2 separate regions of the Mus musculus genome follow, and region 1 is linked to region 2. A link is a contact called in public promoter capture Hi-C data. All regions are on one chromosome and are shown on one strand. Each heading gives the region's core, a stretch centred on a gene start, on an enhancer-like site or on the middle of the called end of the contact. The rest is flanking DNA. Distances are from core to core; before and after follow the strand shown.

Region 1 (6,609 bases), core at 647-3,146, 1.0 Mb before region 2:
CATATATAATGTATATATGTGTGCATATATAATATATGAAATATATAGTGTACATATATGTTAAACATATAATGTACATATATACATGTACATATACACATATTTTTCCATATATGTGTGGAAAAACATATATGTGTGTATATATACATATATATGTATATATATGAAAAACCTCTATCTCTAGTCTTTGACCCAGAATTCTAATACTAAAAACTTGTCTACGGAGAAAATCTGAAATGAGACAAGAATTTAGCTCCACAGTGTGTGGCTTATCTAGAGAAACAGACTACCATAGCCTCAATGAAGCCAAAGCAAGGCTTAATTCAGAGTAAGAACTAAGGAACTGTCATGCAAAAGGGACTGCAGTAAGCATAGTTTTGGGGGGTTGGTTTTGTTTGTTTTATTTGGGGGATCGGCCCTTAGAATTACAGTACACAGGTCATCCATCTTGGTGTCTTAAGTGACTCTTGAACCAAAGATCTGGTCCAACCCAACATACAAAGGTTCAACGAATAAAACATAATTTTTAAATAAAAATGTATGTGTAGTAGGATATTTCTTTAAACTAATTATAACTATCGATGTTTAAAAAAAAATTGGCTTTGTGGCTAAGCATGGTGGCACATGCCTTTAATCCCATCACCTATGAGGCAGAGGCAAGTTATGTCTGTGAACCATGGCCAACTTGATCTACATGCTGAGATGGTGAGTTCCAAGCCAACTCTGTCTCAAAAACAAAAACAAAACAAAACAAACAAAAAAGTAATGCAGGCTATATGACAGAGTAAGTATCCCTACTCAGCCAAATAGAACCCAAATGCACATACATATATACATACAGGCATGCATGCATGCACATAAAACAAAAATAATAAGTCTTTAAAAGAATAACACATTTGGCTGGGCGTGGTGGCTCACGCCTTTAATCCCAGCACTCGGGAGGCAGAGGCAGGCGGATTCCTGAGTTCGAGGCCAGCCTGGTCTATAAAGTGAGTTCCAGAACAGCCAGGGCTATACAGACAAACCCTGTCTCGAAAAAAAAAAGAATAACACATTTGTCTCAAGTATATGATGTCTAAGGGAAGCATTACTTTCTTTAAAAGAAAAATCTCCCACCAGATATGACATCTAACTTGATTTGATTTGAAATTATAATGGTATTTAATACCATTTGAGGTTATAATGGTACTATAAAATCCATGAGACTTTCTCTGAACGAGGAGACTACAGACAGGGGGCCCCGCCTCCTGAGCTCTAAATCGCAGCCTTTACTTAGGCAGTGGCTCTCAACCTTCCTAATGCTGCGACTCTTTAGTACAGTTCCTCACGTTGCGGTAACCCCCAACCATAAAATTATTTCGTTGCTACTTCATAACTGTAATTTTGCTGCGTTTATGAATTGTAATTAAAAATATTTGATGTGCAGGATATCTGATATGCGACCCCAAGTCCGTAGCAACCCACAGGTTGAGAACCGCTGCTCTAAATAAATAAAAACTGTATGTGGTCCCTCTCCCAGCTAATACTTTGAAGTTCGGAGTCCTTTCCTCAAATTAACCAGCAAGCATTTTAATCCTTCACTTTCTCCGAGCCGAAACTCCTTCCAAATGGTACGAGGTTGGAGTTCCAGGAGACGTGGCTGATCTCAAAGGCGACCTGGTGAGAACCTGCAACCCTGCTTACCGAGGAGAGCTCATCGCATCCCAGCAAGGCGTAGTAGTCCTCGCTGCCCTCCGGCCTGTAGTTCAGTATCGCGTCCATTTACAGCGGATGAGTCAGTCCTCTCCGACGCCACCGACACTGTGAGCTCCGGGGCGACAGCAAAGCTCTTTACATTTCAGCAGGACTTTCCAAACCAGCGAGCACCCAGACGTCAAGCCAGCCCTTTGCAAACACAGCTTCTCATTGGCTGTTTGCCCAGGATCGAGCCTGCCATGCGGGGCTGCTGGGATCTGTAGTTTGGGGTTTGTTGTTGCTGTTGGGTTTTTTGTTGCTGTTGTGTTTTGTTGTTGTTGTTGTTGTTGTTGTTGTTGTTGTTGCTGCTGCTGCTGCTGCTGCTGCTGCTGCTGCTGCTGCTGCTGCTGCTGCTGCTGCTGGTGATGCTATTGTTTGTCGTTGATGTTGTTTTGGTTTGGTTTGGTTTGCTCTTTACTTTTTGCTTTCATTGAAAAAATTTGTTTCATACAATATATATTCTGATTATGGTTCCCCGGTCCCAACTCCTCCCAGATCCTCCCCTCTCCTTCACTCACCCAACATCTCGCCTTTTTTTTTCCCCCTTCTCTCGTTAGAAAACAAATTTTAAAAACTAAAATAAAAGAATTTAGAGAAAAATAATGGAAGAAACACATGCAAACAAAATCTATAAAATTAAAAACACGGGCTGGAGACATGGCTCAGCGGTTAAGAGCACTGACTACTCTTCCAAAGGTCCTGAGTTCAATTCCCAGCAACCACATGGTGGCTCACAACCATCTGTAATGGGATCTGATGCCCTCCCTCTTCTGATGTGTCTGAAGACAGCTACAGTGTACTCACATATATAAAATGAATGAATTAATCTTTAAAAAAAATTAAAAACACAAACTGGGAAACCATAACATACCAGCAGAAGGCCAGTAATTTTTTTTTATGCAATATAAAACAAAAAGGCTTTAAAAAATACCATTGTCAGCAACCACATGGTGGCTCATAACCATCCATAATGAGATCTGATGCCCTCTTCTGGTGTGTCTGAATACAGCTACAGTGTACTTACATATAATAAATAAATAAATCTTTTTTAAAAAATACCATTGAGTTTGTTCTGTGTTACCCGTTTCCTGCTGGGCACGGAGCCCACCCTTAAGTGTGCCTAATATACCCAGTGAGACCCCGCTACAGAGAACTACTTTTTCCTTGATGATATCAACTGAAGATGGCTTGTTGGTTAGGGATGGGAGGCCATCTCTACTTCCCCTCTCAGTGCTGGGACCTCATCTGGCTTGAACACGGACAGGCCTGTGTGTGCTCTCACAGTCTCTGTGAGGTCCTATGTGCCTCGGTGGAGTTTGAGTATTGACATGGTGATTTTTTTTTTTCCTATTAGCTAATCGGAAGTCAGTTTTGACAATTTAGTGTAAAACTGTTACTAATTTATTGTACCTCTGTTACTTGGATAGTTTTTTTTTTAACCTATTTTTTTAAGAGACAGAAGAAAATGTGAAGCAAGTTTTTAAGATTTGGTCAATTAGAAAGATACTTTTCCAAGTGTCTAAAATAGCATGTAATTTGGGGCGGTTGTAGATGTAGCCCGGTGGCCAGCATTTTTGACTGCCACCAGCCAGGCCCTAGGGAAAGGAGAAAGGGAAGGGGAGGGGAAGAGGGGAAGGGAGGAGAAGGGAAGGGAGAGAGGGGAGAGAAGGGGAGGAGAGAGGGGAGGGGGACGGGGAGGGAGAACAGGGGAAGTGGGAAGGGACAAGGAGAGGAGACTGAGAAGAGATCATTAATTCTGTTTTTGGTTTTGGTTTCTTCGAGACGGGGTGTAGCCCTGGCTACTCTCTGTAGAACTCACTCTGTAGACCAGGCTGGCCTCGAACTCAGAAACCCTCCTGCCTCTGCTTCCCAAGTGCTGGGATTAAAGGCATGTGGCACCCTGAGATCATTGATTCAGAAATCAGGGACTGAAGAGATGGCTAGCGGTGAGAAGCACTTGCTGCACTTCCAGAGAGCTTCAGTTCAGTTTCCAGTGCCCAGCACCTCGCTAATTCCAGCTCCAGGAGATCCGACACCTCCCGGCTTCCAAGGACATCTGCACTAAGGTGTACACACACACTGCCACATAATTAAAACTGATACAAATTCTTGGGAGGCAGAGACAGGTGGATTTCTGAGTTTGAGGCCAGCCTGGTCTACAAAGTGAGTTACAGGACAGCCAGGGCTACACAGAGAAACCTGTCTCAAAAATTAAAAAACAAAATCAAAAACTGATACAAATTAAATATAAACAGATTAAGCATCCAAGTATGATGGTACAAACCTATTATCTAATCTTATCCCAGGTTTGAGAACAGCCTAGGATACAGGAGAGCTAATATATATTATAAATATATGTTATGTTACATATAATTTATATATAACTTTTATATATTATATATTTATATACATGGCATGGTGGTGCATGCCTTTAACCCCAGCTTTCAAGAGGCAGAGGCAGGTGGATCTCTGTCAATTTGTATTTTTTTTAAATAAACCTTTTAATTTATTCATTTTTTATTTTATGTGCATTGGTGTTTCGCCTGCATGGATGTTGTGCGAAGGTGTCAGATCTTGGAGTTACGGACAATTTTGATCCGCCATGTGGGTGTTGGGAATTGAACCTGGGTCCTTTGGGAGAGCAGTTGGTACACCTAACCTCTGAGCCATCTCTCCAGCCCACACATGGTACTTCTTAGCTCCTGTTCTCCATTTATTCAGTCCGGGGTCCTCCCAAGGTGTTAGCTACCACAGCAAGCAGGCAGGTAGGTTTTCCCACCTCAATTAATTTAATTAAGATAATCCCCCATGCCCAAAGACACATCTTTCTGGTGATTCTAGAGTCTGTGATAACATTGCCCATGCCATTAACTGTCTCTAACCTCAGTACTGAGACAGGCAGATCCCTGGAGCTTGATGGCTTGCCAGCCTAGCCAAAGCCGTGCACTCCAAGTTCATCTCATCGTGAGGCTATCTCAAAATATGAGAAGAAGCTAGGTGGCCCATACTTTAATACTAGCACTGGGGAGGCAGAGGACTGGGAGATCTCTGAGTTCGAGGCCATCCTGGTCTGGATACGGAATACCAGGCTAGCCCAAGCTATAAAATGATACCCTATCTCAAAATTAAATAAATGACGGATATCCATACAGGAAGACACTCAAAACTCTCTGGCTTCTCTGAACACCTATTTTACATAGCTATGTGCACCTGCACTTATGCTTTTCTGGAGGTATAGATCCATTTTGTTATATTTTTATCATTTATTTGGATGGGTATACAAATGTGGAGGTCAGAGAACGGGCCTATGAAAGTTTCCTTCTCCTTCTCCTCCTCCTCTTCCCCCCTCCCCCTTCCCCTCTCCTCTTCCTCCTTCTCTTCCTCCTCCTCCTCCTCCTTCTTCTTTTCCTTCTTCTTCTGGGTCCCAGAGATCAAACTCAGGTATGGTGGCAAGTGCCTTTACAAGCTGAGCCATCTTGCAGGCCCCTGAGAGGTAGATATAGAAAACAAACCCTAACGCTAAAGCTAGGTGTTGTGGCTTGCTCATACCTACCTACAATCCTTGCTTTTGTGAAGCTGAGACAGGAGGACTGCAGCAAGTTCCATGCAGGCCTGGAGCTAGAAGATCCTGCCTCAAAACAACAAACCATTGACCACAGTATCTCAAAGTATAAGTAACAGGACAGCCAGGGCTATACAGAGAAACCTTGTCTCGAAAAACCAAAAAAAAAAAAAAAGTATAAGTAAAACGCACATAAAAAAAATTATTAATAGACTTGAAAGCTCTTTGATTTTAAGATGCAGAAAGACTCAGCACCTCTAGGTGGCGTCCAACACCGTGCAGACTCCTCCAACCCGTAAGTGTGGCTCACTCTTGGACTACAACTCCCATAAGGCATAGCGCTACTTCATAAAAGAAACGACGGGGACTGCCAGAACTTCCGGCCTCCGAGACTCTCGTGCCTCTCTAGTTGCTGCAGATTTTGCGTCTGTGTCCTAGACCCGCGCCAACGTTGCTAATCCAGGATATTCTCTAGCTTCAGACCATCCCCCTGCCTCAGCATTTTTAGGCGTGTCAGCTAAAAGGGGTGTTTACGTGAAATTCATCTTTGATCCTAGAAATAAGTGACTACAAACCTCAGAAGCTCTGAGAGCAGACAAGACATTGGCCAGCCCACAACCCACTGACATCCACCCCTCTCCCACCTGTCTCCTCCGAGCGCGCCCCAAAGTTCCGTGCAAATGGTGTCAGCTCCCGTCTTCCCTTTAAGATTCTTCCAAGTCTCAGCGGCGTCCGGAAGGCAATCCCTGAGCACCAGAAATGACCTGCAACCGTTTCCCTTCCCGGGATCTGGACACCAATGAACGTTCCGATGGGAGTTTGCGATTTTCGTTTGTTTATATTTGGGTGGTTTTGTTTTTTTGTTTTTTGTTTGTTTGGGTTTTTTAGTGTGTTGTGGCAACCTTCAGGTGGATCACACTAGATGGTCAACCTTGCTTGCAAGCACTCTTACAATCTGAGCCATGTCCAACGTTCTGTGATATTAGTCTGAATCCGACTTGGTCCCCACCACTGAGTTCTCAGGACCTTGCTGATCCATTCTGGCCTGAAATCCAGTGGGAAGCGAGCAGATTTTAACTGCCCCCTTTCCATCCCTCCACCTATAAAATGGGACACAATCCCTTTCCGTTCTGCTGCCAAAGTTACCAGTGTCCAAGAGCAGGATCTATCAAAGGAAAAGTTATATATATAATTCTTCAAAGCTGTTTGGTTGTCGTTGTCATTTCTCTGTGTGGTTTGGTTGTTTTGGAGACTGGTCTCGCATAGCCTACGCTGGCCTAGAGCTCACTGTGTAGCACAGGATGATCCTCAAT
Region 2 (6,671 bases), core at 697-3,196:
TGGAATGGACCTGTGCAGTCTGAGGAGAGAGGGAAATAGCCCTGTTGTGACCAGGGGCCAGGGAAGAGATACACTCAAAGAGTAGGGTCAGCTACAGGGCCAACATGTTTAAATCGGCTCCATCAGGGCCCAGAAGGGACTGCAGGCAGGGACATAACACAATTAAGGTTGCTTTTCAGGGAGAGTGCCGTGGCCTGCAGCTCAGAATGGCTTGGATGGCTGGTAGCCAACAACCAGAAAGCCACCTTAAATGTTCTTGTAATATTTCTAGCTAGACAGGCGAAAAACTGGGGTGGTAATGGTATTGGGAGCGGCAGTGAGTCTGACTTAGAGATGTGAATTAGGAAATAATGCTAAGCCTTAGTGCCTCTGTGTGTGTGTGTGTGTGTGTACTGAGTCACCTTGGTACAGGGGTTGGGGGAAGGGATAGCAGAGGTGCCTACCTGCCTATAAGTTTGGCCAGCTTTTTCCCAATTCTGGTTTGTTGGGTAAGGGTTGTATGGGGACAGATTATAGTGATAGCTGAAGGCTGAGTGAGGGGGCCGTGAGTCTAACACGGGGAGCAGAGAGATGGCCCATTCAACCTACAGAGCTCTGAGAAAACAAAACAACCCTCCATCCTCAAAGATGTCCCAGCCTTGAGAGCTGGCTGGCAGAACTACATTTGCAGAGTCGAATGCAGCTTAGAAGAACCATTTTGTCCTGACACTGGTGGCCATGTTGGTAGCGTTCGCCTGTGCATATGTGTGTGTGTGTGTGTTAGTTTGAGATTTATGTGGGCCTCAAATGCTAATCTTTTTGAGGGGAGATCCTATTAGGAAAATAATTTAAATACAACAGTTAGGCCCTCCCTGGGCCTGGAAATGGCGATATACAGGTTGCGCCCCCCCCCCCAAACTTTAACCTGTAGGCTCCCAAGTTCATTCTATGAGAGTACTTCCCACTTAATTTGTTAGACACAAGTGTTTATGCTCTTTCACAAAAATCATGGGGTGTAGACATCAGTAGTTACAGCTCCATCTTAGGGGTAAAGAAGTGACTGAGGACACATCTGCACCTGCCATTGGGCAGGGTGGGGATGTGTCCTGGATAGAGGTATCAGGTCTACCACCTCTTTCTCAGTGGGCAGTGGTGGCTGGAAGGGTCCTGGGGTACTTGAGGGGTGTTCCAGGCATGGGCTCCTAGCCCCCCAGGTGTGGGCTAGAAGTTAGCCTCTATAGTTCCCTCAGGACAGATGCTGCAGCCCTGGTCATGGGAACATGGCCTGCAAGGGAAGCTTAAGTAAGAGACACTGCATACAACGGCCAGGTCACCAGCACTGAAGCTAAGAAAACCCTGCCCGACTCCTGAGCAGCAACTGTAACGCATTGCCTCAGACTCCTCACCTGTAGAATCAGAGCCACTTCTGTATGTCAGAGTTCTTACTTGTCATAAGGTACAAATACGATTTCCCCTCAACCTGAGTCCTGAACAGTACCCCCAACCTCCCAGAACCCGGATGCCCAAGAGCTAGAGAAGGGTGGGAGGATCGGGACAGGCTGGGAATAGGCCAAAATTCCCACTCGGGGACCATGAGCTCTTACATGATGTCACAGGGGCAGGCGCTTTGGGTTTCGCTATGTGAACTCTGACAGGCTGTGGTGGGACTCCGAGCATCATCCTTAGATTTTGGATCCTCGATGGCAGGCAGGCACAGGGACCCAGTGCAAGATCTGTGAAGCCGCCTAGTTTCGGCTTCCGCTCTCTTTCCACGCCCACTTGTGTGCTTCCCCAACAGGGAGGATGGGAGGGGTGGGGGACGAGCCCTAATCTCCGAGGAAGGGGTGTGGCTCCGTTCGCGTTCTCCAGTTTGTGGTGTCCTGGATCTGTCCTCTGGTCCCCTCCAGATCGTGTCCCACACCCCACCCACTCTGGCTTGGCACTGTGCCACCACGCGTGACCGCGCGCTCCTTACGTGGGGAACGTGCAGGGTGATGCCTCCTTTCCGGCGCGGGAGGGAGCGGCCGTCATTCTCCTGCTCTGGCTGGGAAGCCCCAGCCATAGCGCGGCAGTGGCGCCTTGTAGCCAATGGGGACTGAGGAGGTGGGCCGGCTGGCGGTTGTCACCCTCCCGGGGACGGGAGCTCGGAGGTCTGGAGAGAGCAGGCAGACGCCCCGCCCAGGGACTGAGGGGGAGGAGCCAAGGGAGGAGGAGGTGGAGTCGCGGATCCGCCGCTGGAGGACCACTGCTCACCAGGGCTACTGAGGAGCCACTGGCCCCACACCTGCTTCTCCGCATCCCCCACCGTCAACATGATCGCCGCGCAACTACTGGCATATTACTTCACCGAGCTGAAGGATGACCAAGTCAAAAAGGTGAGCCCCGCCGGCGCCGCCCTGGCCACAGCCTTGCATTCCCGCATCCGCTCGCCACCGCCTGCATCCTCCCCCCGGCCTCTCCCGGCTAGACAGCATCTAGTTGGACTACAGGGTGCAGGCGACAGGCCTCATGCTGGGATTCACCCGGGCATTGTGGGCATGCGGGCGTGCTTGTGGTTTGAGGAGCTGGGCGGCCGGCTGAAGACCCCCCCCCTTCCTCCCACGGCTGGATTGCATACTGCAGTGTCCTTGAAAAGGACCATGGATGTCAGATGGGTACCCGCACGCAGTGCCGGGCTGAGACCTGTCTAGGTGGGGACCAGCTGGCCTGTCTATAGGCCTGTTTTGAAAGGTCCACGCGCGCCGTGGGCGGGGAAGGTGTGATCGCCGAGATAGGCTGGGGAGGTGAGTGAGCAGCTGGCGGGGGTGCTGGCTGGAAGCCAGGCATCCCATATTTGGGGTTCCCATTTGGAGAATACGATGCCCTCCTGAAACTGTCACTGGGCTCCCCCAGCTGTTGCAGCTGCTCCTTACTCTGAGGACGGGGTGACCCGCCTGGCTTTCCGGTGAGGGGAGGGGAGCAGAGGCCACCGGAAACTTTGCTCATAGGCCTCAGGTCGAGAACCGCACGTCTGAATGGAATTTTTTCTTCCTCTAAACCTGTAATTTCCAGGCAGTCTCAGCCTAGGAGCTCAAATAAGACACTTTAGTCACTTGAAGAGCTCGGAGGGGTTGGCATTCGTTCCTTGTGACTTGTGAGTTCTTGCACATGGACGCTGGGTCCTAGGGGTGATGTTCATCTAGTATAAAGTGCCGTCTGCTGGTGGGTCTTAAAGATGTACCTCACTTTTCTGCCACCATCAGTAAGACGGGATGTTTTTTTCCTGAGATAGACTAAGTTGGTTAGGAAAACACCTAGGACATTTTTATTTGTGCTATGGGTATGCCTTACCTACCCTAGGATAGGTTAATAGCATCATCACCCTGACAGACACTGGGACAAGAGGTACTATCTACAGGTGAGAGGCGGCAGTGACTAGGCTCTGTCCTTTCCTGGCCTGAGACTTCTCATCCTGCACCTTCAGAAGCAGTCTTACCGGGGACTGTGACCTCCTGAAGGTCACACAGCTGGTTAGAGGTGGAGTCTGGGCGGGGCTCTGACCCTCCTCCCACTCGAGAACTTGACCAAGACTCCCCCTGGGTGTCAGCTGAAGGGGAGGTGCTGAGAGACAAGACTGTTGGAGATGCAGCTCTTATCCTGAATAGGGACCAGGAATAGGGTGCTGAAGGGCTTCACTGTCAATCTCCCACCCCCACCCCCATCCCTGACCTGATGTCAGGGAGCTATGCATCAACACGTGTAATTGCTTGAGTTTCTTCCATGGCGGTGGACATGCTTATCCCATGGAAAGGGAAGATAGGAGGGCAGAGTGCACTTAGGATAGGCCTCCCGAATCAAGAGTCCACAGCTCTCCCACTCTAGATACCCTCTGTGGCTCAGGCGTGCAATGGTGGGTGGAGGCCCAATGACCTTGTAAACTAAGCCTCCAGCCTCACACCCACAGCCACCTGTGTGGCTGCCAGCTGCCTGGCTGCTCCCTGACACCGTGCTGGGTGGCCACCGGTGGCTGAGTTGGACTAAGGCGCTCCACTACAAGTGGCCTGATTCACCTCCGTCCCATTCCATCTCCCAGGCCCTGTGGGTATCTGAGCACCGATTCAAACGGTGCCTAACTAAAGCCCTCACTCTGAGATTGGGATATCCCCTCCCCCACCTCTATCCCAGAGCTTTGCTGGAGCAAGGTCTCTAAACTGAAACTTTCATTTCGTTCTGTGTAGGAGATCCTTAAAAACAAATGAGCTCTCAGCCTGACGGTGGGTGGTGGCTCAAGCCTTTAATCCCAGCTTTTGGGAGGCAGAGGTGGATCTCTGTGAGTTTAAGGTCAGCTTGGTCCACAGGGCAAATTCCAGGTCAGCCAGGAATACAGAGAGAAACCCTGTCTGGAACCACCCCCCTCCAAAAACAACAACAACAACAACAACAACAAAACAAAAACAAAAAAGCCAAAACAAACAAACATACAAACCCTCAAAACAAAAACTGAGCAACGGCAGGGCGTGGTGGCCTCCCAGCACTTGGGAGGCAGAGGCAGGCGGATTTCTGAGTTCGGGGCCAGCCTGGTCTACCAAGTGAGTTCCAGGACAGCCAGGGCTATACAGAGAAACCCTGTCTCGAAAAACCAAAAAACAAACAACAAACAAACAAAAAACTGAGTAACAACAAAATCAACCAACCAAAAAACGCCAAACCAAACCAAACCCACCAACCAAACAACAACAACAACCAACAAACAAAACAAGAGCTTCCTTTTGCACTGCACACAGAACTTAGAAGCTTTTTAAGCTTCCAGGAGATCACCTCTACCTGTAGAGTGCTCTGCCATATGTGGGTGTGGTCCTTAGGAGGCTCCCAGGGCACACAGTGGTCACTTGCTCCCATGAGTCAGTTTATTAGCTTCCTGTCCTTCCCACCCCACTTCTGTTATGAGAAAGGCTGCCTGGAAGTGCTAGTCCCCAAATCTTGCTCCTTTTTTTTTTTTTTTTTTTTTTTTTTTGGTGGAGCTGGGCCCTGTGTGTGCTACTCTAAAGAGAACCCAGTGAGTGGAGACTCTCCTAAGTGTGGGCAGCCATGATGATTCAGTTCTCCAGCCTCAGGGAGCCAGCCCATGGGGCTATGGAGACATGCCTCGGGTGATATACAGGACCTTGCTCTCAGCTAGGAGGAAGGAAATTGGATCTCGTTGGGGGAAGGTTTTCAGGGTTGCCCAGAATACAAAGGCACCCGGGAGACGGTTTTATTTCCCTCCACTGCCTGGGAGCCCGCAATAATCCAGCCTTGAGAACAGGTCCTGGGCAGAAATGGATGAAGCCTCTGACTTCTCAGCTCACATCCCCGTGCTCCCGGCTGCTTTTGCATAGTGCCGGTTAAAGGGTGCCACAAAAAAGGGGACTTGGTGGACAGAAGCATAAGGCACACATTTTCCTTCACTCAGGTTTTTAAGAGGAATGAACATTGCATGCATCTTTGTGACTACTTCCATTCACAAGATGCCAGCTATCCAGAATGGGAAAGTCAGGGCCCTTTAACCTCCAAGTGGCTCTTAAACACGCCCTGCATAGCCCTGCCCCCTCCATTGTGTGTCACCGAGAAGGACCTGGAGGGTGGAGTATTGCGTGGCATGCTGCCTGTTTGTTCAGGAAAATGAAGGGCTGGAGAGATGCCTCTGTGGTTGAGACTGCCTACTGTTCTTGCAGAGGTCCCCGAGTTCAGTTCCCATACTCTTCCCAGGTGGCTTCCAACCTCCTGTAACTTCAGCTCCAAGAGGGAGTGTCCATCAGGGGCTCCTTGAGGTGGGCACATGCAGACATAATTTAGAAAAGACCAGATGCAGTATGTTTTTAATCTCAGCACTTGTGAAGCAGTGGCAGGTAGGAAAAAAAATAATATAGAAAGAAAAATGGAGCCAGGAGTATAAGAAATAAGAAGGACCAGATGTCTTTCTCCCTAGCCTTGCCAGAACAGCAAGCAGCAAACACCAGTGGATTTTCTCTGGCAGGATCCCCATAGCCCCACACAATCTGCATCAACAGGGAACAAACGGATGTGATTTGTCCAGTGGCCGGACCCAGGAAGGCCAGGTAGAGCAAGGGAAAAGCCTTGGGTGGCTTTTAATTGATAAGCAAATGCCCTTTATTTCTTCAGACTGCCTGGTAGAGCTACAAAGGAAGGGGAGGAGGAGGAAGAAAATATGGAGCTGACGGCTGTAACCACAAGTTGTGGCAGGCTGAGTCTGGAAACTTGAGAGTTCTAGGCCAGCTCAGGGTACACTGTGAGGCCCTGCTTCAGAGCAGTTCTGTTCCTTATTGCTTAGGGAGGTGAGTTAGGAAATCATGAAAACCGGGCAGGCAAGTTGACTCGGTTGGCTGAAGGGCTCACTTCACAAGCCCCGAGGACCTGAGTTCGATCCCTGTACCCCACAGTTGGAGAGAACCAACTCTCACATGCCGTCCTGTGACTTCAACAAAAGCATGCCTGCACTCACATCAATAGTAATAGTATTAATAAATTGAACTCTAAGAAGAATTTTATGGCCAGGCAGTAATGTCACACATCTTTAATCCCGGCACCCAGAAGGCAGAGGAGGCAGATAGATCTCTGAGTTCGAGGCCAGCCTGGTCTACAGAGCTAGTTCCAGGACAGCCAGAGCTACATTGAGAAACCTTGGCTTAAAAAACCAACCAGTCAACCAACCA

The links. Capture Hi-C pulls out chosen DNA fragments and counts their contacts.
Region 1: a promoter capture Hi-C map of liver shows a contact between it and region 2, with 2.8 times the contacts expected there. The contact joins the promoter of Dnajc12 here to the promoter of Hk1 in region 2. A contact is called at or near these places in 1 of 39 promoter capture datasets (pre-B cells), 1 of 484 Hi-C or Micro-C datasets (CD4 T cells), 1 of 115 datasets of contacts at active chromatin or transcription factors (thymic regulatory T cells) and 2 of 9 other capture datasets (adipose tissue and liver).

Annotation. Positions count from the first base shown.
Region 1 is chr10:63,381,850-63,388,458 of GRCm38.p6, reverse strand. Dnajc12 (DnaJ heat shock protein family (Hsp40) member C12) reads right to left here and starts at 1,896. Exons shown (of 5, transcript NM_013888.3): 1 at 1,684-1,896. The coding sequence starts at 1,761.
Region 2 is chr10:62,335,696-62,342,366 of GRCm38.p6, reverse strand. Hk1 (hexokinase 1) reads left to right here and starts at 1,946. Exons shown (of 18, transcript NM_001146100.1): 1 at 1,946-2,354. The coding sequence starts at 2,292. Hk1os (hexokinase 1, opposite strand) reads right to left here and starts at 2,133. Exons shown (of 3, transcript NR_168630.1): 1 at 1,955-2,133.